Linked DNA regions of Mus musculus: all the other regions are linked to region 2. Evidence: chromatin contacts called from public promoter capture Hi-C data. All regions are on one chromosome and are shown on one strand. The core of a region is the stretch at or near the end of the contact, and the rest is flanking DNA. Distances in the headings are between cores, read along the strand shown.

Region 1 (5,331 bases), core at 323-2,822, 2.4 Mb after region 2:
ACAAAACAAACCCAAACCCAAACACCTAAGGTTGCCTTTGGTGTACAAACATGCACTGACAGGTGTATATACATGAGTATATACTCATGCACATACACAACAATGCACACATAAGATATGAATAAAATTTACACAAGAAATGAAATTGTTCCACCTATAAGCCACAGTTTATTTTAATAGTTTTATGTGCATGTCTTCCTGCCTATATGTCAAATTCCCTGGGACTGGAGTTAAAGATAGATGTGAGGTGCCACGTGGGTGCTGGGAGCTGAATCCCTGGTCATGTGGAAGAGCAGTCAGTGGTCTCAACCTCTGAGCCATCTCTCCAGCCTGTAGGTCACCCTTTAAATAGGGAAGCTGACTTCCAGGAGGGGTTTCATCAACTGTGAGTGTAGAACAAATTACTGATGAAAGAGAAACACAAAGAGAATTTGGACCCGTCTCGCCGTTAGAATTCACGTAAGCAAATCCCGTACTAGTAATAAAAAGAGGAAGGGGGAGTGTGGCGTGTCACCAGAGAGGGTCGGTGTGCTACAGGCCAGATGTTGGAAGGAGGGGGAAAGCGACACCACATCCAAGACAGTGTTCGCATGAGGGATGCAAATGGAGAATCATAAAAATTATGAACACTAAACACATTTGGAAAGCCAAGTTTTGCACGTAGACAAAGGATAGCAAGTTAAAAGGCAGATTTAAGAAATGCATTGAGTCTACAAACACCAAGTGAGACGGTAACACTCAGAATGGAGAGAGAGCGGAGGCATGCCTACTTCGTTGGAATTTGGATGCAAAAGCTCTTTGGAAAGAAAACTGGCCTCCTCTTTACACAACAGCTCTACTTTTGAGAATATGAACATAGACACAAAGACCTATGTTCATGTCTGTCAACAGGGCACTGATAGTAGTAGTCTTGCGAACTATCTTATACAGCTACTAAGAAAAGATTCGGAAGCAGTATGTAAAGTCTGATTCTTCTTTTTTGTAGAAACTTAACGTGTAATGCTTTCATAGGATAATGGAAATAAGCATCCTAAGATATAACCAAAGGACATATCTGAACATGAACTTATTTTCCAAGGATCTCGCTTAGTACCCCAGAGTGGCCTCAAACTTGTGGCAATCTTTATGCCTAAACCTCACAACTGCTGGGATTACAGCGGTATGTCACTTTAATCTACGTCAGGGCTGACGTCTACAAAACACCCAACGCATGTTTTTGATAAGAACCTGGTGGTTGGGTTCCCCCTGGTTCACAGGTGCCATGGAGGACACTTCGGTCTACATGTCAGCAACCCGGGCTCCTCCACCGGTTAGCTAGGGCACAACTGCCTCTTTCCTCACTGCCATCCTGGGAAAGACCCCAACTAACCTGGGCTGTATCCTTAGAAACGCTTCCTCCGACAGGAAAAAAAAAAAAAAAAAAAAAAAAAAATCCTCCCAAACGGAAGTGAGAAACACGGACGCAGAAAACGAACGTGCCACCGCGCGCCCCAGTCAATAGTCCGGTAATCCGACAAGATTATTTTAGTTCCTTTCCACTTTGCACTGGCCGCCAGCGACAGGAAGTGACGTCATTTCCGCCCTTAGTAAACATGGCCGGTCTCGTGTTGTCCTCCCTTGCACACCCCCGAGCCAGAGGCGGGGTGTTGACTCTTACGCCAAGCGCGATTGGTCGCAAGGAGACTCTGAACCCAGAGGAAGAGACTGAGGCTCGGAAGGCCTGTTCGCGGGGTTGCACTCTGGCGTCCCGGAACCCTGGATTTGTGGGCTGCTCTCGATGGTCTTTTTGGACGGATAGAAGGCTCCGCGCAGGGCATTATGGGACGATGATGGCCGCTTTCAAACAGCGGAATTTGCCTCTTTGAGACCCTCGGATCGAGCGGTGGCCGCGCTGGCGTCTCCAGATCAGGAACCGAAGGCCTCGAGAGTCGTGCTTGGTGAGGTGAGCGTCTCTTTCTCTTTCCAGATCTGTCCTTCGGCAGCCATGGCGGCTCCAGGCGGCCGGTGTCGGCTCGCGGCTTCTGTTTGGGCCCTGATTTCAGAGTTCCTCTAGTCCTTGTTACCCAAGTTTCTCTATTTGCTTGAGCGGAGAAGTTCATTCAGCCTTCTCCGGACTTTGTCCATGTTCTGGTCTCATCCCGGTGTTTGGGAACGGCCCCACGGAGATTCAGGGGTCCTCCCTGTGCCCTCGTTTAGGGCAGTACGCGAACCTGGTACCCGATAGTTGGAGAGCCTGGGTAGGGCTTCTGGTGCCTTCCTCCTGTCTCACTGAAGAGTCTCCACTAGATCTGGCGGATAATCTATAAGTAGAGTATTAACCCTAAGAGGAAAGGGCTCTTGTTTTTCCTTTATCGGTATTGTTGAGAATAGCAAGTGGATTAACGACGCATGCAGTAAGCAGTTGCTAACCTGAGAAGTCCATTGTGGCTTCTTTGTCACCGATGTTTCTCCATAGTCTGGCCGTGGACCGCTTTATTTGCTATTTTGAGCCGCTAATTAAGTCCTTCCTTGTCCTGTGTTGTGAATAATTTCCTGTCCAGAGAAATGTCTGACTTCCTGTTCGCTTTCAATAAATGATATCTAATCAGGTTTTTACTTTGCCATTTGTTAACAAGACAGACAGTAGTCTCTGCTTGCATGCAAATGACACTTTAGGATGTAAGTCGTTGTATCTCAGCCTTCCTGTCAAGATTTCTTAATATGCATATAAGATGCGACTTTGTTTCTCTCTTCTACCTCGGGAAACTTTTGCTTCTTCATCCACATTGTGTTGCAGCGCCCCTTGGGAGAGCTGTGCATGTTAATTAGAACACAGCAAAAGAAGTCTAGATTCAAAAGTCACAGTTCTCATGCTTTATAAACTTAATCGGAATGAGAATAATTAACTACATGTCCAACATAGGTCCAAGCTTATAATCGGGTGGTGTTAGATAAAGATGAATTTGACATCAGCCAAACACCTGGGAGGTCTTACAGTCTCTGAAACACGTTCCAGACATGCTCTTTCCTAACATTTCTTGGAAGTAATTTTGGCGAACACAGTTTGTTATTCAAGAGATTTTTTTTTTTTTTTTTTTTGCCTGCTATGGGATGCTTTTTTTCTCTTTTCCCACAAACCACTACTGATCCACAACAAAAGTCAGCAAGTGTGTAGAATATGGATGGTGAAATCGTGTGCTAGCTAACTTCTCTGCTCTGTGGAACTTGTGACTTAAAGGGAATGGGATGGGTGGGTGGGAGAATGCATATCAAAAACCAGGAAGGGAAGTCAGGGTACAGGAGCATAATACCAAGTATGCAACCGTCACATCAGTGTACCAACAATTGATTCTCACAGTGGTTCTGTGGATTGTGGAAAGCAGAAGTGATTGTGGTTTCACACATAGAGAACTAATGACTAACCAAGACAACTGCTTACTGTCCCAAAAAAACCAGAAAATGCCAAGAGCCTGGAGTGAGTTAGTTACTTAGTTTATTTCTTCCTTCCTTTCTTCCTTTCTTCCTTCCTTCCTTCCTTCCTTCCTTCCTTTCTCTCTCTCTCTCTCTCTCTCTCTCTCTCTCTCTCTCTCTTTCTTTCTTTCTTTCTTTCTTTCTTTCTTTCTTTCTTTCTTGTCTCACTAGAGAAGTGGGATGTGCTGCTACAGTTCATATGAAAAAGGCAAGCATGCCTGGCTTGTGTTCAGAGGCAGGGAGCTAATGGGGACTCCTAGAGGTGATTATTTTGGCCCATAAGTGGGAGGAAGTGTGTTCTGTAGAAGAGTGAGATAATGGGCAGAGGGACAAACTGGGAGGGAGAGAGCAAGAGAAGGAGAGAGAAAGAATATAAATGAGTGAATCCTTCACTAAATATCCTAGCTAGTGTGAAACTATGTAGCCCAGACTAGCTTCCCACTTGCCCCCCTCTGGAGCCTCTACCTCCCGTGCTGAGATTACAGGTGCATATCATGCCCAGCTCAATCGCCTGGGTTTTAATCAGGGTTTCTGACTTAAGTCCAGTTCCCCTATACTTCTCTTTATAAAAATCATTCTAGTCTGGTAAGAAGCCCTTAGTGAGGTTGATTCTTGTCTAGATGACACCTTCTCGATCCTAGTGTGTGGTCCATGTCCATGTGTCTCTGTGCCTTTTGGATGTGTTGGGGTGTGGTCCGTGTCCATGTGTCTCTGTGCCTTTTGGATGTGTTGGAGTGGGAACTGGTCAGCTTTTAGAGACTGATAGTGATTTGGTGAGGAAGTCCTCACAAGTAGCAGGAGGGGCTGGAGAGGTGGCTCCGGTGGTGGGTGCTTTCTTACAAGTGTAAGGTCCTGATTTTAGATCCCCAGAACCCATGGAGAGTCATGAGTAGAGGCACATCTGTGCTAAGAGTCAGAGGCAGATCCCAAGGAGCTTCTTGGCCAAATTAGTTCCCAGTTCAGTGAAGACCCTATCTTCAAAAGTAAATAAGGGAGCAACTGAGAAAAGTACCTGATGTTGGCCTCTGGCTTTATGTGCACCTGCATGACAACACACATATATACACACTAGCTAGCAGAAGATGTTCTGGGCTCAGTGTAGGGAGGTAGGGATAGCCACTTAAATGCACTCGTTATTCTGGGATACAGTAGACCGGAGTTTTCTTATGTCCAGTTCTAACGGTCTGCCTTCCTTTCAGAGAAATAAGAGCCTGTGATGGAGGACCCTGGTGAGGATACCTCCATCCATCGCTTGGAAGGCACCAGTTTGGACTCTCAGGTTGGTGGTCTTATTTGCAAGACCAAAAGTGCAGCCAATGAGCAGCATGTCTTCAAAGCCCCTGCTCCCCGCCCTTCACTGCTGGGGCTGGACTTACTGGCGTCCCTGAAACGGAGGGAGCGAGAGGAGAAGGATGATGGGGAGGACAAGAAAAAGTCCAGAGTCTCTTCTTACAAAGACTGGGAGGAGAGTAAGGATGACCAGAAGGATGCCGAGGAGGAGAGCGAGGACCAGGCTGGCCGAAGTAGCCGGAGAGACAGGTAAGGAGAGAGGGTAAAAAGTGGTGGTCAGAAAATATTCGCCCAGGTTCACCTCAGCTCCTGTCGGACACCTAAGAGCTTTACGGTTTTATTGTGATTCCATGATACTGGTGGCAGGTAGGAGCTGGTAAGGATTTGCGGGGAAGGCTGCTAAGAAGTGGACGTAAGTGCTTGGGTTCTAGCCCTGTCCAGGCCTTCAGCACCAGGGAGATGCAGTGGAGAGGACATACTGCTTGTTGGCATGGTCGGAGGTAGAGGGAAATGTTTTCTGCCATGGAGACCCCTTTCTTCACTCTCCCTGTTTCAGGCATTACCGATCTGCTCGGGTAGAGACTCCGTCCC
Region 2 (4,770 bases), core at 1,496-3,995:
CAAAACACCCATGGAAGGAGTTAGAGACAAAGTTTGGAGCTAAGACAAAAGGATGGACTATCCAGAGACTACCCCACCCAGTGATCCATCCCATAATCAGTTACCAAACCCAGACACTATTGCATATGCCAGAAAGATTTTGCGGAAAGGACCCTGATATAGCTTCAGTGAGGCTATGCCAGTGCCTAGCAAATACAGAAGTGGATGCTGCTCACAGTCATCTATAGGATGGAACATAGGGGCCCCAATGGAGGAGCCAGAGAAAGTACCCAAGGAGCTGAAGGGGGTCTGCAACCCTATAGGTGGAACAACAAAATGAACTAACCAGTACCCCCAGAGCTTGTGTCTCTAGCTGCATATGTAGCAGAAGATGGCTTAGTTGGCCATCATTGGAAAGAGAGGCCCCTTGGTCTTGCAAACTTTATATGCCTCAGTACAGGGGAACGCCAGGGCCAAGAAGTGTGAGTGGGTGGGTAGGGGAGCAGGGCATGGGGGGAGGTATAAGGAACTTTCCGGATAACATTTGAAATGTAAATAAAGAAAATATCTAATTAAAAAAAGGAGGAAATAAACTATCTTGAAAAACCAAAAGAGAGAAAGAGGGAGGGATAGGGAAAGAGAGGAAGGGAGGGAGGGAGGGAGGGAAGGAAAGAAGGAAGGAAGGAAGGAAAAGGAAAGGAAGAAGTTGTACTAAGAACACCTCCTATGGTTTGAGTTTTATAAGCGGCGAATGGATTTCCAAGCCACAGGCCCAGCTAGCAAACACTTCTTACCTGGACTGTGGGACTGTCTTGTCCACAAACAGGAAGATGGCCTTCTCGGAGGGAAGCTGGATCCTTTTCCTGATGATCCACATGAACTGAGCCACAGTGATGTCCGAGGGGACCAAGTACTTCCTCTTGTCTATGTCAACAATCTGAGAGCCCGAGACTTTTTCCACGATCACCTGGGAAAGACGGGTCAGAAGCTCAGGCCAGTCCTCCACAGAGCAACTTTTGCCTGGAATCCACAAAGGCTGCTACCTGGTTCCCAGCACTGTGAGAGGGACGGCGAGGGAGAGCGAGCTCCAGCACTTACCCACAGGGCTTGATTGCTCCAGTCTGATGAGCAGAGTGTGGACAAGGCAGTGTGTGGGAAACGGCACAGATGAGTAAATCAATATGCCCACAGCTCAAGAAGCCCCGCTCTGGAGGCCCAGAGCTGACTGATATTCCTCATTTCTGATCTCAGCGTTTGTAAGAGAAGCACAGCTACAAAGCTTTCTATCTTCTTCCAGAGACAGGGTCTCTCTGTTAGTCCCAGATGTCCTGGAACTGTAGACCAGGCTGTCCCCAAACTCTGAGATCAGCTGCCTCTGACCCCTGAATGTTGGGACTGAAGGCACGTGCCACCCCACTGCAAGGGTAGCTCTCTAACATTTTATCTAGGCCGATGAAAAGATTGATCTGGCTAGGGTTTCATCTGTCATCTTTTGATCCATAGATAGACCCTGTTAGAGCATTCCAATCCCCAACAACACTGGAAAGAAATGGATGAACTAAGGGCAAAGCTATACAACTACAGCCACCCAAGAGCCGACATTTTCATTTGGCCTGTTGCTTCTCTCTGAACAGTTAACATTTATCCTCCTGCTTCTCAAAGGGACTGTTTACAAGCAAAGCACTACAATAGTAAGACTTTATGTCCTTCAAAAATCAATAGTGATATCAGAAACGATCGCCCCAACTAGGGCAGAAAGCAGAAATAAAGCAACATACTTATTGATTAGAGGCAAAACGAGAGCATTTCAGATTTGTTAGTCAAACAAGGATGGCAGAATCAGGGTAAAGAGAAACTCGAAGTTAAAGGTCCAGCGTTAAAGATGACTACCTTGAAAGGATGCTACCGTATCCAACCCCAAATGCCAGTCTCCCTCCACCATCATTCCCCAAAGTGGCAGTGACCTGTTGCCCTGTCCTAGAACACGGTTCCTTACATAATTGGTGAGGGAGCCGAGAGGCTGCAAGCAGCTTGCTGCCCTAGATCGGGAGATTCAGCACTGGTGCCCCTGGACAGCACCAGCCCCTTAAGCCCCAAGCTTGGGCCGGCGGAACCCCAGGCTGTCCTCGGTCTCTGGGCTACACCTTGAGACCTTAAGTTCTCAACTGTTGCACGGCCTAGCGCGCCCGCCCGACACCTCTCCTAGACGCTAAGGGTGACAGCGGGGTGAGGGGGCGGGGAGTCCACACTCACCGGAACTCGGTCGGGGTACTTCGCTCTGATCTTCGCGGATTCCACGCATCTGTGTTCTGGGGAAGAAGAAAACCAGGCTGACATTCGCACTTGCCGGACAGCAGGGCCGCCGCTGCCGGAACCCCTTCTTCCTGTCCGCCCTTCTCCGCCCGCAACCTGCCTGCGTGCGTACGCCCCGAGTCCTAGCCCCGGAGTCCCTCGCCACAGATCCCCTCAGGAACTCCCAGCGAGATCCACGTAGGGCGACACGGGTCCGTGGGAGGCGCCAGGATGCCGGGGCCTTGGCGACCCAGCGGGCCCGGCAGGGCGGCGGGAGTGGGGGAGGGGCCGCGATCTGGGGCCCCGCAGGCCGACCGCGCTTACCCAGAGAGTGGTCCTCCTTAAACATCCACTTCATGGCGACGGGAAGCGACGGAGCCGGCTCTTCGAGCCGCGGACTTCGGCGAAGCGACCACAACAACAACGGAGGCGGCGGCGGCAGCGACGACTACTCCACAGGCGGGACTTCCGGCTGCCGGAGCCTAGCAACCTCCCGGGGCGGGGCTTCCGGCGGGCCTGGTAAGAGCTTCAGTAGGCTACGATTACGTGAGAGGGCGGAGCCTAAGCGGAGACCTAGGAGCGCTCCTGGGAATGGAGACTGACGTAGGTGGCTGGGAAGTCTGTGAGTGACAGTGGAGACTTTAGGAATTAGTGACTGGAATGGAGTTTCAGGATTGTGCATGACAGGCAGGTCATGGCTCATAGCTTGGAACGCTTGTAAAGGGCTCTGGAAGGGGAAGTCTGGGGCTTAAGGAGAAATGAATATTAATTTTTGGCTGGGTGAGAAGGCGGGAGCTCGGCATGGAGGGATAACCTGTTCCAAGCGCTGTGTGCAACGAGTACTGGTGACCACCTAGAGGTCTAGTATAGGAGTTGTTGCACCTAAAATTTGATTTAAACAAATCTCACTTCCCACTCACGAATACATATTTTAAACATTCATGAACACTTATGAACAAGTACCACACATACTCATTTAGTCAACGGAATATCCCTGATCACAGAGATTCTTTATCGGAAACTGTCAGAGGCGAAGTGCCAGTGTCAGGCGGGGAGGATTCCTGGGAGAGCTGGTCATAAGACACCCTAGGAGAAGGAGCTGGCAGTGGGAGTGGCTCGGCACTAACCCTGAGCTGTGGGTGTCACCTGCCCTAGGCACAAGCCTCGAGGTTCCACCCCTGTCCAAGTCGTAGCATAGTCATCCAGGAAGTCGGCTCTGGGTCACCATCTGTTTATGCACTGGTGAACACAGAACATGAATATGCAGTTAATCGGCCACCTGACCACGTGCTTATATGATCTGCCGCATCTGTAGAGCCAGTGTTTGAACCTTGTCATCAATCATTCCCTACAGTTGAAATTCCTGATAGATGCTGTGGCTATAACTTCATTCTGAAAGTATTTGTTATTTTCCACTGGGGGGAGGGGAGAGACTCAGTTCCCAGCAGGTAAAAACGCTTGGTGCCAAGCCTGCCAGACGGAGTTCAATCCTGAGGACCCAAGTGATGGAGGACAACCTGTTTACAAAGGTTATCTTCTGGCCTCAAGGCATTCACTGTGGCAAGCCTCCATACACATACACACCCAGATGCAGGGAAGATAATGAAAATCTTAAGGAAAAAAAAATTTAATTTAAAGAACTTTTAAAACTTTGTGTTAGCTGGGTGTGGTGGCCCATGCCTTTAATCCCAGTACTTGGCAGGCAGGTGGATTTCTGAGTTCAAGGCCAGCCTAGTCTACAGAGTGAGTTCCCAGACAGCCAGGGCTACACAGAGAAACCCTGTCTGGAAAAAAAAAAAAAAAAAAGACTGTGTCTGAGCAACTAGGTGTTTGTCTTCTGCAAAACAAAAAATGCATTGAGTGTTATGTTGCAGACATAACACAGTGCTGTTCTGGAGACTGGGAGAAATCCATGGAGCAAAACAAACAACACCCCTGCTGTAGCAGAGCTTTTGTGCCTTGGGAACAGAAACTAAATGTCAGGTGATGACAGGTGACATTTAGAAAAGTAAAACAGTGGATGACAAGAACATGAAGCACTGCTGGGGTGGAGGGCTACTACAGAAATTGTCAACTGCCAGGAACACAGGGGACCCCAAGTGGCTAAAGAAATGAGAAGGAGTGGGACGAGATAAGGGTCAGAAAGATCTGGAACAAACCGGTGTTTTGAGTTGCACAACTGTGACTTTTACCATCAGGTAACAAGAGCTTTTAAGAAGATCTGTAATGCATTCAAGCATTTTTTTTTTTTTCAAGATAGGGCTTCTCAATTTAGTCCTGGCTGTCCAGGAAATCACTCTGCAGGGCAAGATAACCTAGAACTCAGAGATCTGCCTGCCTCTGCCTCCTGAGCTCCCGGAACTAAAGAACTTTGCCGACACGCCCAACTCATTCAGACATTTTTTTTAAACGATCAGGTTAACCTGGGAGTGTAGTTCAGAGATGGAGCACACCCAGGCCTGGATTTAATCCCCAATGTAAGAAAGAGAGAGACGGGAA
Region 3 (5,395 bases), core at 1,281-3,780, 2.3 Mb after region 2:
AAAGCAGGCTCAGTGAGTGGTTAAGAGCACCGTCTGCTCTCCTAGAGGTCCTGAGTTCAATTCCCAGCAACCACATGGTGGCTCACAACCATCTGTAATGAGATCTGACGCCCTCTGCTGCTGTGTCTGAAGATAGCTACAGTGTACTCACATATATAAAATAAATAAATCTTTTTAAAAAGATAGAAATTCTTATATCTGTCCAATGGTCAATTCCAGACTATTTAAAATTTATCCTCTCATGTGCATACCTTATGTAATACCAGTTTCGAAACTAAAATTGATGTAGTTTGGTGACTCACCAGCCTGGCAAATGAAATGATGCTTCTCTATGCACAGGTTCCATCTTGAGAAGACAGCATTAGAGTGTGTGACCACGGAAGGGCACTCGCCAGGCTTTTGGTTCCTTAAGACGTCATCACCTCCTGGAGGGGCACCAGACTCAGTTAAGTCCCACTCTTCAGAGTTAGACAGGGGAGGTGGCTCAGTGAGCAAAACACTTGCTGGGCAGATGTGAGGACCCAAGTTCGAATCCCTGGAGCCCATGTATGGCCAGGCATGGTAGCCTCCCATATCTGTAATCCCAGTGCTCTTAGGTGAGATGGGAGGTGAAGGAAGGAGGATCCCAGAGACCTGTGGGACCTGGGGTACACTGTGGCGGACAACAAAAGAGACCTTGCCCCAAACAAGGTGGAAGGTGAGGAGAAACATCGGAGTTTGATACTCGGCCTCCACACACGGTGGCACTAAAGCACATATATGCCCAACTTGTCTGGCTTCCAGCAAATGAAAAGTTACGACTTCTCCCTGAGTATTATAGATTACTCTTCAATATTTAGATATTTTAATCATAGATCTTAGAATTAATTACCTAGACATTAGGGAGACATGATGATATAATAATTTCTTGTTTTTTTTTCTTTTTGCTAAAATTGCAAGATTATGGTACTCGATTTTGTAAAAAAAACAATAAAGAGGTAATTTCTCTCCTAGCTTCTGTTTTAGGAAATCTGGAGGCAAAGATAACAAAGAAAGTCACTGTAAGAGTTTTTTTCTCTTTAGAATCTTGTATAATAGCAACTATTTGTATACCTGGAAAGCCAACATTCAAAAGGCTTTCCTCTTCATTCAACATTCAACACTTAAGGGGGGGGTGCGTGGTGGGGGGATTGAGAGTTTGAGACCAGTTTGTGCTGAATACCAAGTTTCAGGACATCTTGCACTATAAAGCAAAACTGTCACAATATAAAACAAAACAACAAAAATTCCAGATACCCCAAATCAAATAAAGCAAAATAACACCATACATGAAGACTCAGGAATTAAGTTTTAGACAGGCTCTGACAAAAAGCTCATTGCCACCGGTCAATGATGGTGCACACCTTTAATCCCAGCACTCAGGAGGCACAGGCAGGAGGATCTCTGTGAGTTCAAGGCCTGGAACGTGATCTACAGAGCACATTCCAGGACAGCCAAGGCTACACAGACAGACCCTGTCTCAGGGGGGGAAAAAGTACATTGCCATTGCTATGGAGACAAATGTTGGCCGAGACACAAAAGTGGAAAGCGTATGGAGAGAGATTGATGGTCAAACTAACCCTTTTTCTGATTATAAAAGCTGAAAGGGGGCTGGAGAGATGGCTCAGAAGTTAAAAGCACTGGCTGCTCTTTCAGAGGTCCCGAGTTCAATTCTCAGCAACCACATGGACACTCACAACCATCTGTAATCGATCTGATGCCCTCTTCTGGCAAGCAGGTAGATGTGCAGATAAAGCACTCATACGTAAAATAAATAAATCTCAAAAAGGGAAAAAACAATACCTTAAAATGTAATCTGAAAAAAAAAAAAAAAAAGTGGAAAGGCCAAAGATGACTTTCTTCCACCCTAGAACACAGCCCAAGAAAGCTTTTCCCCTCAACATTCAACACGAGAGCCCTACCTGTCTGATTTATCCCTGGATGCGATCCGGGCAGCGTCAGGTTTCCCCTGACCCACCACACTGTTTCTTCATTCAGGAAGCTTTTTAGGAAACCCCGAAGCTTGGGGTTCCACGTGTGGGCTAGGCGTCCTCTCTGGGCGTGGCAGTAGTTATCTGCTTCCTGGAAGTCACAGAAAAGTCTGTTAAGCTGATAGCAGCTGTTTCCCCCATGTTGCTCCCGGATGCTTGGTTTACGTCCCAAAATATCACCCAGAATGACACCGATTCTAATGTACAGCCAGAGCCAGGACCGCCTCTGCAAGAGCATTTTTCTCTCTGTGCCGAGTGAGAAGAGAGAAGATGTACGGAGGCTCGAGTGAGAAGAGAGATGTACGGAGGCTCGAGTGAGAAGAGAGAAGATGTACGGAGGCTTGGCAGCTGCCTGGGCTTTTAAATAGGACTCAGTGAGTTTGTCAGAATCGTCCGTATTGTTCTTTTGTGGGTTGGGAACAACCTGCCAAGGAGATAAAGGTTTTGTTTTGTTTAGGGAAGCTATTTCTCACCGGCTGCAAATGAATAGCAAACGGGGCTTTACAGTCGGGGGCACCAATGTCTCCATCTGTGTCTACACGCCCAGATGTATCTTTAGCAAATAAAGACCCATTATGACGCCAAAGCTACCTGCAAGCAGGGAGAGGTTGGTGGATATCGAAACCAGTGTTACTAGACTTGGCGAGCTTAGTTCTTAAAGCATGGGCTCTAACACAGAACCTTATGCACTCTATACAAGCACCCTAGCAATGAGGTATGTGTCCAGAAAAATGGATACTTTTTTATGAAAAGGAAAACTTTCTTTTGTTGTTGTTATTTTCAAGACAGGGTCTCACTATGTATCCCTAGCTGTCCTGGAACTCACTATGTAGACCAGGCTGGACTTGAACTCAGAGAGATCCACTTGCCTCAGCCTCTTGAGTGTTGGTATTAAAAGTCTATCTATCTATCTATCTATCTATCTATCTATACACACACACATATATACATACACACACACACACACACACACACACACACACACACATATATATATATATATATATATATATATATATATATATCCTCTTTTTTATCTATTCATCTGTCATCTGTTTACAGGCACCTGAGCCACTGCTGTAGCTTGGCTATGGTTAACAGTACTGAGTATTAATATGGACACACAGGCTCTCTTCTGAGTGCTGACTTCATTCCCTGTGGGTATACACCTAGTCTTCATATAGCAGAGTCATATAGCATCCTTGTAGTTTGTTTTTTTAGGAACCTCCCTATTGTTTGCTACAGGTTACACGTGGTTACACTCCCACCAACAGTGTATAAAGGTAACTTTCCCCGATTTTGATGAGGGCCATTCTGAGTGACGTGAAATGGATTCCCAGCATAGCTTCGGGTTGTATTTTCCTGATGGCTGAGGATGAAGGGTTAATGGTGTCTAAGCAGCAGCTGGGCTGAGAGGCTCTGGGCAGGAAAGTTGATTGACAGATGACATCTATGGAAGCTCCTAATCAGGAGATCCACACAAACCCGCTGGGAGCTACCACTTCCTGACTACAGGGGAAATGACCTGCAGATGGACTGGGCTCTTCTGCCCCCAAGACCCCAACTCCACATGTACATGGTCCTTGTTCCTGCGGAGAGACCATCACCTTTCATTGTGCTGAGAAAAGGACAAAGTGTTCCCAGGGAAGGCCAGTTTATTTTTTTATTTCTGTGGCAACTCAGTCTAACACAGGGTGTGTAGCATCTCCCCTCCCCATATTTACCAGCTGTCTGAGAAGTGTCAGCTCAGATCATTTGCCATTTATTGACTGCATTACTTATTCTCCTAATAACTTTTTTTGGGAGTCCCTTTATACATCCTGGATACAATCCTTTGCCAGAATACTGGGCTGACAAGGAGAGTATTTATTTGAAAAACTCAATCATAGGGGGCTGGAAAGATGGCTCCATGGTTAGTAGCACTAGTTCTTGCAGAGGACCCAGGTTCAATTCCCAGCACCCACATGCTGGATCCAGCCTTCTTCTGGCTTTGAAGGTACCAGGCCATGTACATGGTATACATACATACAGACAGACGAAACACCCGTATACATAAAATAAAAATAAATAAAATCTTTTAACTTTTTTTTTGAGACAGGGTTTCTCTGTGTAGCCCTGGCTGTCCTGGAACTCACACTGTAGACCAGGCTAGGCTCAAACTCAGAAATCTGCCTGCCTCTGCCTCCCAAGTGCTGGGATTAAAGGCATGAACCACCACTGCCTGGTTTAAATCTTTTGACTTAAATCAATTACAGGACTCAATGAGAATATTTTCTTCTCTGGGCATATATATGTGTGTGTGTGTGTGTGTGTGTGTGTGTATATGTATATATGTGTGTGTGTATATATGTATATATATATATGTGTGTGTGTGTGTGTGTGTGTGTGTGTGTGTGTGTATGGGTTTATTTGACCAGAGAGAATGTGATCATGTCATTTGTCAGAAAAATGGATGGAACTGGAAGTTTTCATGTTAAGCAAAAATAAGTCAGATGCAGACGAAGAATTATCACATGGTTTCACCCATCTGTAGAGGCTAGAATTTAAAGGCAACCTGGAACCAGTAGAGGAAACACTATGGGAAGTTCAGGGAACCAGGGAGAGGGAGGAGAAGGAGTGGGTAAGATAACTTAGGAGTATGAACCCCACTGAAATAGGATACATTCATGTCTGGAAATACCAAAGGCTCTGGCTCTACAAGGAAGCTCTTTAATTGAACAGTAATGTGTATTGTTATAGTACACATTATGTAAAGAACATATATTATAATACACATTATGTAAGAACATACACATTATAATACACATTGTGTAAAGAACATAGTTACAGGACACACTAGCTAATATGTAGTGATGTAAATTAACATGTCTGTCATCTCAGAGTTACCCCTGAAAACTCATTTTGTGACAGGGTCGTTGAGACCTACTCATGCAGCAGGAACCTCACTCCCAGCAGGATTCTACTGCAGACGAACATAAAGACTATTGCCGATAAACCTCTAGACTTGTGTGTCCTCCATGTTTGCTGCCACTAGGATTGGCCCGGATGGCTGTATTCTGTTTCTTACCTGCACGAAACCAAAACCACACGTGAACCGTATCTTGAAGCTCGCTCCAAGCCATATAAGCAGTCATAAAAGCCAGATAAACAGGTGATGGAGAAAGGAACACAAATTAAACACAAACCATGCCAGAAACCAACAAAGCCTCAAGCTTGGCGGAACCTAACAGCAGATCTTCGTGGTTCTGGCCTCTGACCACGCAGCCTCCTTTGACTGTGGCATGCACGGTATATCACGCCATGGAGAAGCTTCAGTTTTAGAACCTGTTTTTGGTCATTGCTTTGCTGAAAAACCCTTTGTTTAGAGAGCTCGCCACTGGTTCTCC
Region 4 (4,853 bases), core at 1,448-3,947, 2.1 Mb after region 2:
AGACTGGCTGTAACTTCCTATCATCTCCTGACTGATTAAACTAAACCATAATCTCAAAAGCATAGGAAACATCTGAAAACCTCTTGAGCCTGATTCAGGAACTTGAGAAAGTTTTAGAACTTTGACATACATTCTACGTTGCTCAAACTGGCCTTAGACCCTGAGGCTTAAGTGTGATCTCATGTCAACCTTCTGAATAGCAGAGGCCATAGGTACAAGCCCAGAGCCTTGGCTTAGCAGTGCACTTTTTATAAAATGCTCCAGTGTCCTATGGTCCTTGATATAATCTGAATAAATTATGTTGGCTCAGTCATGTAAGGCTTTTATGAAGAGCTTTTTATGAAAACTTGAGAATAATGTTCATGATTTGGGTGTAAGTATAAAGGAATAAAAAGTCTTTTTGTTTATTTGTTTTGTTTTTCAAGACAGGGGTTCTCTCTGTATCTCTGGCTGTTCTGGAACTCTATAGATCAGGCTGCCCTAGAACTCAGAGATCTGCCTGCCTCTGCTTCCCAAGTGCTAAGATTAAGGCATGCATCAACTTTTTATAAGTATTTTGATGCTTGAGCTGAGGAATAAAACCAGAGCCTTGTATGTTGGAGGGCTGCTGACCCTCCCTGCACTCCTAACCCAGAGCCATGCTCCTAGGCTAGAGAAGTCTTTACAAACATCTCCAGAGAAAAACCTGTGGGCAAACATGACATTCTTCAAGGTTCAGAAAGTCTGCTGCTCACCTCTTGTACTCTTTATAGGCTAAAATTGAGAGAGCGAACCACTCAGCAACTCCAGAGAACTTCTGCTTGCGGGACACACAAGGCCTGTTTCCATGACCATCTATCCCACTTATTTACGAGGATTAGTGTTAACTAATTCAGGAAAGCAAGGCCAGGAAGGCCTTTCAGAAAGACTTTCATGGCAAGAGCTCAATTCTGACCAAGAATCAAGACTGACCGACCCATCACTGGAATCTTTCTAATGATCCCAAAATGAGAGCTTCAGGAACCCTCCATTCATGCAATTGGCCATTTCAACATGACCCAAAAAGGTTACAAGAAAAGTTTTTTTTTTTTTAAATTGACCATCCTCTGCATACCAAAAGCCATTTGATATCTCTCAAAACTATTTCCTCATAAGTTAGTCCTGCAGATCTCTTGCCTGTACTGAATCCACTCACAATTTACAGTTCGTTATTTGCTATCATTTTAAATATCTGGAAGACTTTGAGTAATTACACTTCGATTTATGCTTGAGTAAATTCCAGTGTAGGTAACAGTGTAGGTAACAGTTATGAAGTTAGTCTAAAGTAAACTATGCATTAACACTGGGAGGTGCCAGAAAATAAAATTTCAGTCTACTGAGTATTGGTTTTATGAATTCACTAAGTACAACAAATAAATTTTTCTGCTGCTTCCATCTTTGTGCTACTTTACTAATAATCTTAATAAAAGGAAATATTACTCAACAACAATCTCATTTAATTACTTAAGGTTTGCTTTTAACATTAAGTATCTTCGATGTTTGGCAGACTGGTTTCGAAACACATTAAATCTTAATTTTCTTCCCCTTCTTTGGCAAGTTTTAAATCCTGCCAATTGCTCTTCTAGAACTCTAGAGGAATTCCATTCCACTATTCCAGTTCGTTTATATACTGAACCTACAGAAAAAAATGTCTCTGCACTATTTCAGAGGTTAGTAGAGAACTCCACCCAGTTAGCCACCTTTTAGCCATCTCTGCTGACCTCACCTCAGCTCACCTTCTGCATTCTTCCTGCATAGAAACTTCTTGTCATCACTCACCTTCAAGGCTCCACTCCCCTTTCCCCTGCATCTGTTTTCCTATCCTCCTACTCCCCTGATTCTACCAAAAAGCCCCGCTTAGCTGCCTGTTGCATAACGGCTCCCCCACTGCCTTCTCCCCGGATTGTCAGCCAAGCAGGAGTGCCCCTTCGGGCTCTGCTCTCCCACCCCCGCCCCCCAAACCCTGCAACACGCCCAGCAGGTCCACAGGCAGCAGATCCTCCGGGACTGTCCCCCGAGCGGGAAGCGCGGGGTGTTGCGTCTTGGAGCCGAGAGCCGGTTCGGAACTCCCGCAGCCAGTCCCGAGGGCAGCGTGGCCGCTCCCGCCGGCGCAGCCCGCGCACACCGCGGCGCCTGGCCAATCGCCGCCGCCATCCTCCAGCTGGGGTGATGTCTTCAGGTGTCCGCCGAGTCCTGCGTACTCGCCGCCTGACTCCCGCCAGGCGCGGCCGGCCCTCGGAGCCCCCCGGAATCCGTCCCGGGGCCCCGGGCTAGGCCCAGCGAGGAGACTGAGGTCCCGGGGATGCGGGGAGGAAGGAAGGTGGGGGCAGCGGCTGCCCGAAGGCGTGGGCCTGCCGGGCGGCGGTCAGGGATGGACAGCGCCGGGGACCAGGGCGGCGGAGGCCAGGGCGGGGGCGCGGCCCGGAGGCCCCACAGCAGGCCCGCGGCGGCCCGGCCAAGTGCAAGCGGCCCAGGGACGCAGGGCGGGGGGCGCCCGCCGCCTCGGGCAGCTTAGCGAAGGCGGCCACAGCCCTCTTGCTTCCTCCCTCTCCCTGCCGTCTCACCTTTAGGACCCGAATCCCTCCGGGCCGGCGAGGCGCCGCCGCTTCAGGTGGCTCCGGGGGCTCCAGCGGGCCCGCGGGCACGGGCTCCACCTCCCCCATTGGCGGCCAAGGATTTACAGAGACGCCCGGCCCGGCGCGACAGCGCGAGCCTCGGAGGCGCGCGCGAGCAGCGGGAGGCCTCGCCCCTCCGCCTAGACCCCGCCCCTAACCAAGACGCTCCGCCCCCTTCGGTCCCTCCCCGACCCGCTGGACCTGCGTAGTCGTCAGCCTGGCGAGGCCGGAGTAGAATTGTGGGAGGCTGGCGCCACTGCAGGCGGAGTAAGCCTCTGCTGCGCTCCACCCTGAGCTCCTAGGACCAGGGCGCAGGGAGAGCAATTTGGTACTTTCTGGATCCTCCAAGAAGCGGCCAGAGGAAGTGACAGGTAAGGCCTGCACCTGTTAAAATAGACAAGATACAACCCTCCACCATGGGCGGCGCTGGAATTCTCCATCCAAGACGCTTCCTGCTCCCAAATGTGTCTTGTCCCCTGGCACCCACTGGGGGTGAAAGAACTGTTGCTTATACTCACCTCTTAGGGATAGCTGGCGACCTTCTTCATCAAACCACCTCAAGTACACTAAGCTTTCCAGGCACAGTTCAGTGTCCTTTTCCTGTAATCAAAGTATCAGATTTCCTTTCTCGTCCTCAACCACTCAACCAGTAACATGGTGTGTAAGCCCGCTTTCTATTTTGCAAGTCTTAATTCACCTATTTTAAAAGCTGACTCTTTTTGTTCCTGGAGTGAAAGATAGTTTTGTGGTTAGTGGGCCAAATTATAAGTCTGCCTAATTCCAATTCCAAATCTCAATTGTACTCTTTTTTTTTTTTTTTTCTTTTGGTTTTTCGAGACAGGGTTTCTCTATGTAGCCTTGGCTGTCCGGGAACTCACTTTGTAGACCAGGCTGGCCTCGAATTCAGAAATCCGCCTGCCTCTGCCTCCCAAGTGCTGGGATTAAAGGCGTGGGTCACCACACCCCGTTAATTATACTCATTATTAGATCTATACATTCTATACATGTACAAATTACTTGATCTAATTCTTTCGGATTTTTTTTTTTTTTGAGACAGAAAATTACACATAGCCCAGGCAGACCCGAACTCACTATATAGCCAAAGCTGGCCCTGAACTTTTAGAGTCTCCTGTCTCCACCTCCCCAGTGCAGATGTGCACCACTATGCCCAGCTTCAGGTGGGTCTTCCGTGTTGTTATGGGTATTAAGTCTATGCAACACAACACGTGTATGACTGATGATAGAGGCCAGAAGACAGTGTCGGATCCTCTGGACCTGGAGTTATAGATGGTTGTAAATTGACAGGTGAACTCTGGGAGTTGACCCTGGGTTCTCTGGAAGAGCAGCCAGTGCTCTGAACCACTAAGCCATCTCTCTAGACCCTTGCGTTGGTTCTTAAGGAGTGAATGAACTAGATTAACATCTGCCTGGCCATTATCAAGGTGGATTGGACAGAACAAAGAGCCTAACTCATATTAAAGATTCATAGTAGCCACTGTAATTCTGAAATTCTAGGTTTCCCAAAAGGTGATTAGCATTAAACTGCTCCTACATTTTGTAAGAAGCCTTCTAGATCTCTTCATTTTTAGGGCTTCCTCTCTTATGTATGTGTTGAATATTCAGCCAACTTGTAAGGGATTAAAAAGCAAAACAACTTCTAAGATAACCGGGCAAAGGGTCACTTATTACCCATTGCTTCAGTTTGGCCTGTGCAACTACTTGTCTGGAGTATTTTAACTGTAGGCTTAAAAGCAACAGCATTCGAGATAGACCTGGCCCGCCCTGTCTTAAGATGTTTTGTTCAATTTGGAGCTAATTGACATGTCAAGATAAAACTTTGCGGGCTGGCTAGATGGCTCAGCAGTTAAGAGCACTGACTGCTCTTCCGAAGATCCTGAGTTCAAATCCCAGCAACCACATGGTGGCTCACAACCACCCATAATGAGATCTGACATCCTTTTCTGGTGTGTCTGAAGTCAACTACAGTGTACTGACATATATCAATATATAAATCTAAAAAAAGAAAAAGAAAGATAAAACTTTGCTTCAAAGATTCTGCCTCATACAAATCATTTCTTCTATAAAAGGCGTTTTTTTTGCCTTCCTCTACCACAGTCCCAATCTTCCTTTCTTTGTTTTCTTTTACTACAGTAAGCATGGTTTCTCTCTGTGAAGTTTAATAAAAGGTGAAAGAAAAGCTACATCCCAGGGTTTTCTTTC
Region 5 (5,226 bases), core at 2,038-4,537, 2.2 Mb after region 2:
CAAGTTTTCAAATTAAAAATAACTTTTGAAAGAACTCATTTGACCTTTTATGCCTACATAAGGATTTTTTTAATGATTCATTTAAACTATTTGGGTTTTTATCTGCTTTGTATACTGTTTGGTTTAGTTTTGTTTTGTTTTGTTTATTCTGACTTTCTGGGAGGTAGGGTAGGATAGAACCTATAGCTTCAAGTATGATAAGCTAGCACTCTACCATGGAGTTACACCCCACTACCTAAGAATAAAAATAAGTCAGGTTAAATATCAGCAAGGCAGTATTGGAAATTTCTATATTTTAGTTTCATTCTAAAATTCACTCAGATTATATGGTTGCTGTCAGCAAAACAGACTGGATCAAAAAAAAAAAAAAAAAAAAAAAGCATTTACCTTTGCCAAAGAAAATAAATGCAACTGTACATAACATACCCCTTGGAGCAGCATATGCCTGCAGCCCCAGCACTGGGAAGATAGTGAAGTACACAAGTTCCAGGCCAACCTGAGCTACATAGGAAGACTGTCTCCAAAACCAAAAGCTGGGTCAGTACTGGTGGCACAGACCTGTTAATCTTAGCTACTCAAATAAGGTAGGAGGGTCACAAATTAAAGCCAGCCTCAGCAACTGAGCTAAAACCATGTTTAAAAAAAAAAAAAAAAGGCAGGGGGGGGTGGGGAGGGAAGAAGGAAGGAAATAAATGGAAGTTTACTAAACACAAATGTTAACTTCTAGTGCAATTCTCAGCAGCCAAGACAAAGTAGACATTCCTATATGTGCTGATCAGTGGTACACAGAACAGCACTTTGCTAATAATTTGTTTAGCAAAAGGGTACTTTCTCAAGGTAAACTGCAAACCATCTAAGAATGAATGACATTTAAATCCCAGTATGTTAAACCATAACATGAACTGAGTTAAATAACTTTGATAGTTCTTTCAATACTTGTTCAAAAAGTGAACTCAAAAACTGAAAATTTCACCATGCAAGGAGACAGAAGCCCCGAGTTCTTTTTAAAGCAAAAGAAAAGGGAACAACTTTGGAGCAACACACAGAACTCATATCTGACAAGACTAACATAGCTCTGAAGGAACTTCTCAAAACAAATGACAAGAGCACAGACTATCTGCATGAAAACACTGTCCTCCGTGACACTGTATGACCTGTAAGAATTGACCTGTTCTCACAGTTCAAAAGCTTGATAAGAATAAAGCAGCGTCACAGGGCTGGAGAGACAGCTCAACAGTTAAAAGCACTGACTGCTCTTATACAAGACATGGATTCAGTTCCCAGAACCCACACGGCAGCTCACACCTGCCTAGAATTCCATTTCCAGAGGATCCAAAAACCCTCTTGTGACTTCCACTGGAACTGAGTGTGCACATGATACACATATAAATACCGGCAAGACATTCAGATAAAAATATAAATAAATCTTCAAAAATGTTAAATAGAGCATCAATATAAAGTTTACAACTATTGAGAGACTTGACTTGCTTCAAGTTATAAACTTAGGTTTCGAGTCACCTGTGATCTCAAAGAAGTTATTCTCTTTTGCAGATGCAAAAACCTAGGCTGAGATAAAACGGGCTGGGGGGGTGTGATTCAACCACACTCACCTAACTTGAAATGTAGGAAATAACCAGTGAATTATTGTGAAATGTTTTTTATTCACGCATACTGGACTGCAGGAATACTTTAAGAACAGAATTAATGAAGCTATCATTACTTTGAAGATCCACAGGTTTCAAATCAAACGTCTGGCAAATACTCCAGGCAACGGTGGAAATGGATGCTTAAAATCTAACTAGTCTGAGAAAAGTCAACATAAGAAGTCAGCAGCGTTCATTACTATACAAACACCTGAGGGGTGCGGTCACTAAGAGACCATTCAGCTCGCTCTTCTGTTAACTAATCCCTATAGGAACCAAAAAAGTTATCTTCCTTTCTACCTACGTCAGATTATTATTCTCCAAGGGCAGCTTTCCATGCTCAAGCAAATATAACGCTAAAAGAAAAAAATAAATAAAAAGTATCAGTAAGTGCCCCAAAGCTCAGCTTTCAGAACAGAAAGAAATGCAGAAAGTTATTTTCACAGCTCCTTCGCACCCAAAGCCACTTGGCCTGCTTTAAACCCATTTGCTGCGGAAATACACCCTAGGGTGGTTCGACGGCTCTCCGACACCAAGCCCTAACTGGGAAGCAGAACCGACAGTTCCAGGCAATGAGGAAGAGCCTGAGAATTACTAGAAACCGACGTCCGCAGAACCGAGAGTTGGAGAGGAGAGTGAATAGTGCGGTCTCAGGTGAGTTCTTTAAAAGAAAAAGAGAAAGAAGAAGAAGGAAGAAGAAAAAAAAAAAAGCGAAAGTGTTTGGACCAGAAGTTAGTTGGAAGGTTAGAGGGAGGCGAGGCCGATGTCCGGCTTTCAGTGGACGGCACTGCAGGGACCAGGCAGAATTGCCCCTGCGTGGGAAATGCTCAGAGTTCTCAGATCTGACCCGAGTCCCCAACACAAGAACGCTGATACGTGGCTCCGAGAGGACACGCGGGGGTGGGGCCCGGCCCCGCTAAATCCTAAGCTCCCCGAACGGAGCGAGCTTTCAAAGGAGCCTCGCAGCCTGAGAAAGTCAATGGGTTCAAGGAGGCCTGCGGCGGCCAGACCACGCCAAGGGAAGAGGAAAGCGACCGCGCACGACAGCTCCGGCTCTGAAGCTCCCGAGGTCGGCCCTCAGGAAGTCCAAGCAAGCCCGGGGCTCCCGGGTCCCTCCTGACCCAAACCTGGGTCCTCCTCACCCCCCACCCCCCACAGGCTGAGCCCGGACCCCTGGGACTGACAGGAGGTTTCCGGCCAGACGCTCGCGGCTGCGGCAGAGCCCAAGAGCCGACCCGCCCTCGGTGCCGCGAGTGACACTCACCGGCCCGAAACCTCGAAGGAAACCAGCAGCTTCGGGGGCGGCGGCGGCAGTGGCAGCAGGAACCGAACATCCAAAATGGCGGCTCCCTCGGCCTCAGCACCGCGACTGCAGGCGGAGGGATCCCGGGCGAGGAGGGCGCCTCTACCTCACGCCTCGCGCTTCCCCGGGAGACGCCGCTCCCCGGCTCCCTCTCGCCGGCCGCCCCGCGTCCCTCCGACTGCAGCCCGTGCCGTCTCCCACCCCGGATGACCCGAGGACTCGGCCCCCGCCGAGGACTATTTGCCGAGGAGGAGGCGACTGCGCCGGGCAGAGCGACTCAAAGCGTAGCAAGGGTCGGGGCTGTCACTGATGACGCTCGACGCCGCTGCCGAGTCACCGCTGCGAGGAGTCTGAGCTAGCACGCTCCGGCCCGGCCCTGGAGCCGTCGCACTTTGGTTCCGTTCTGGGGGGAGGGGAAAACTGTGCAGCCAGGAAACGGTGGGGGTCACCTGAGGTGGGCGGAGCTCAGCGAGGGAGCTGGGGAAGGCGGAGAGGAGATGCAGGGGAAAGCGCATAGACATGGTGTGACCAGTTTTGTCCGAAAGGATTCCTAAGTGGTCCTCGTTGGCCAGAGGTTTCTGGTCAACATTAGAAACATGCTCCAAGTGGCTTTGGATTCTAGGGTTTTATGGTATCTTCAATTTTTTTTTTTTTTTTTTTTTTTTTTTTTTGCGAAAACAGGTAAAAAGATGAAACCTAAGAATGGATTCCAAGCACAGCACCACCGCCTTGTGCGGCAATCTCACCTACGATCCAGTCCCCTCCTGTGAGGGGAAAAAAGAATCTGGACAAATGTCAGCTAAAACTCTTCCAGAATAGCTTTTCCATCTATGATTGAATGAACTAATGACCTGAAGCAAAGAAAGTCTAACTAGACAGTTCCTGGCGTGATAAATAATTACTAACTTGTGACCCAAGTCTTTTCCATGTGAACCTAGAGATCCTTGATATCTTGGCCCATTTAAAGGAAAGGTGACCTACCTAGAATAAAATCTTTCCGATAGATTGACAACAAAGGTATCCCAGATGTGAATAAAACACAAGACTACACTGAATACCAAAGACCAGGAACTAAGCAAAAATCCTGAGTTTCAAATTTGAGTGTCATAAACAGGAAGTTGCATCTTTTAGACATTCGTTTTTCATGCAAGGATTTCAAAATACAGACGTTGAGCTGAGTAAGTCTAGCCATACAATTTTGACCTTGAATTTCTGGAGCATGCCAAGTGGCTGGAAAGAAAGGATACCAAGGGCACGATCAAATTTATTAAATATTGGTGTCATATTGATCATAAGGTACCATCGTATGTACAACCTAGCCCGCTAAGCAATCTCGTGAGTCAAAGTAAGTAACCAAAGTTTACAAATAATGAGATTTAAGACTTGAGAAAAACTACAACTGTCTCTCACAATGGAGTCTGCCTTAAGATGTCATCTTACACAGAAAATTCACCACACCCCATATACATATTCCAACCCATACCTACCGGTTTATAGAGCAGAATGCTTACGGAATTCAAATCCTCCTACCTTTCTTCGGGGCATCTGTACAGGGCAGCCCTAGGTACACCCTAAGACTAGAAGAACATCATAATGCTAGCACAGTGCAGATTACTTTGAGCCAGGCCTATGCATGAAACATGCCAAATTCACTGTGAAATTTCCGTAAAGGAAATCTTCAAGCAGAGATGCAAGGCAAAGGTAGCCAAGTTTTCCACATGGAAGATTAAAATAGTTTTTATGGGCCAAAATTAAGTGTTTACCATAGCAAACAACAAAAGTTTTATTTTTCTCTTTTCTTCTCCTTCTCCTCCTTCTCCTTCTCCTCCTTCTCCTCCTCCTCCTCCTCCTCCTCCTCCTCCTCCTCCTCCTCCTCCTCCTTCTTCTTCTTCTTCTTCTTCTTCATCCTTTCTCTCCTCCTCTTTTCTCCTCCTCCTCCTCCTCCTCCTCCTCCTCCTCCTCCTCCTCCTCCTCCTCCTCCTCCTCCTCCTCCTTCTTCTTCTTCTTCTTCTTCTTCTTCTTCTTCTTCTTTGTCCTTTCTCTCCTCCTCTTTTCTTCTTCTCCTCCTCCTTCTTCTTTTTGAGACAGGGTTTCTCAGTCTTTCCCTAGAGGTCCAGGAATTCTGTAGCCCAGATTGGCCTCAAATTCACAGCGATCTGCCTGCATCTGCCTCTGCCTCTTAAGTGCTGGGATTAATGAGAAAAAAAAAATGTCTTCTTAAGAAGGACTTGACGAAGCTGTGGTGGCAGCATCTGTAAGCTCAGTTTCTTAGAGGCTGAT

Evidence for each region. Promoter capture Hi-C pulls out the DNA fragments that hold promoters and counts their contacts.
Region 1: a promoter capture Hi-C map of pre-B cells shows a contact between it and region 2, with 5 times the contacts expected there. The contact joins the promoter of Dhx38 here to the promoter of Gabarapl2 in region 2. A contact is called at or near these places in 1 of 39 promoter capture datasets (pre-B cells) and 2 of 9 other capture datasets (adipose tissue and liver).
Region 3: a contact with region 2 is called in a promoter capture Hi-C map of pre-B cells, with 2.8 times the contacts expected there. The contact joins the promoter of Pkd1l3 here to the promoter of Gabarapl2 in region 2. A contact is called at or near these places in 1 of 39 promoter capture datasets (pre-B cells) and 1 of 484 Hi-C or Micro-C datasets (CD4 T cells).
Region 4: a contact with region 2 is called in a promoter capture Hi-C map of erythroid cells, with 4 times the contacts expected there. The contact joins the promoter of Phlpp2 here to the promoter of Gabarapl2 in region 2. A contact is called at or near these places in 2 of 39 promoter capture datasets (the C10 cell line and erythroid cells).
Region 5: a promoter capture Hi-C map of liver shows a contact between it and region 2, with 4 times the contacts expected there. The contact joins the promoter of Ap1g1 here to the promoter of Gabarapl2 in region 2.

What each region holds. Positions count from the first base shown.
Region 1 is chr8:109,562,102-109,567,432 of GRCm38.p6, reverse strand. Dhx38 (DEAH (Asp-Glu-Ala-His) box polypeptide 38) reads left to right here and starts at 1,572. Exons shown (of 27, transcript NM_178380.2): 1 at 1,572-1,942; 2 at 4,650-4,989; 3 at 5,297-5,331. The coding sequence starts at 4,667. Txnl4b (thioredoxin-like 4B) reads right to left here and starts at 1,541. Exons shown (of 4, transcript NM_175646.4): 1 at 1,370-1,541.
Region 2 is chr8:111,938,678-111,943,447 of GRCm38.p6, reverse strand. Gabarapl2 (gamma-aminobutyric acid (GABA) A receptor-associated protein-like 2) reads right to left here and starts at 2,745. Exons shown (of 4, transcript NM_026693.5): 1 at 2,596-2,745; 2 at 2,233-2,288; 3 at 774-946. The coding sequence starts at 2,629.
Region 3 is chr8:109,611,369-109,616,763 of GRCm38.p6, reverse strand. It overlaps Pkd1l3 (polycystic kidney disease 1 like 3), which reads right to left and starts at 2,530. Exons shown (of 33, transcript NM_001286454.2): 1 at 1,941-2,530; 2 at 303-425. The coding sequence starts at 2,247.
Region 4 is chr8:109,866,447-109,871,299 of GRCm38.p6, reverse strand. It overlaps Phlpp2 (PH domain and leucine rich repeat protein phosphatase 2), which reads right to left and starts at 2,697. Exons shown (of 19, transcript NM_001122594.2): 1 at 2,583-2,697. The coding sequence starts at 2,681. Gm17344 (a long non-coding RNA gene) reads left to right here and starts at 2,770. Exons shown (of 4, transcript XR_003947453.1): 1 at 2,770-3,004.
Region 5 is chr8:109,776,644-109,781,869 of GRCm38.p6, reverse strand. It overlaps Ap1g1 (adaptor protein complex AP-1, gamma 1 subunit), which reads right to left and starts at 3,287. Exons shown (of 24, transcript NM_009677.6): 1 at 2,908-3,287.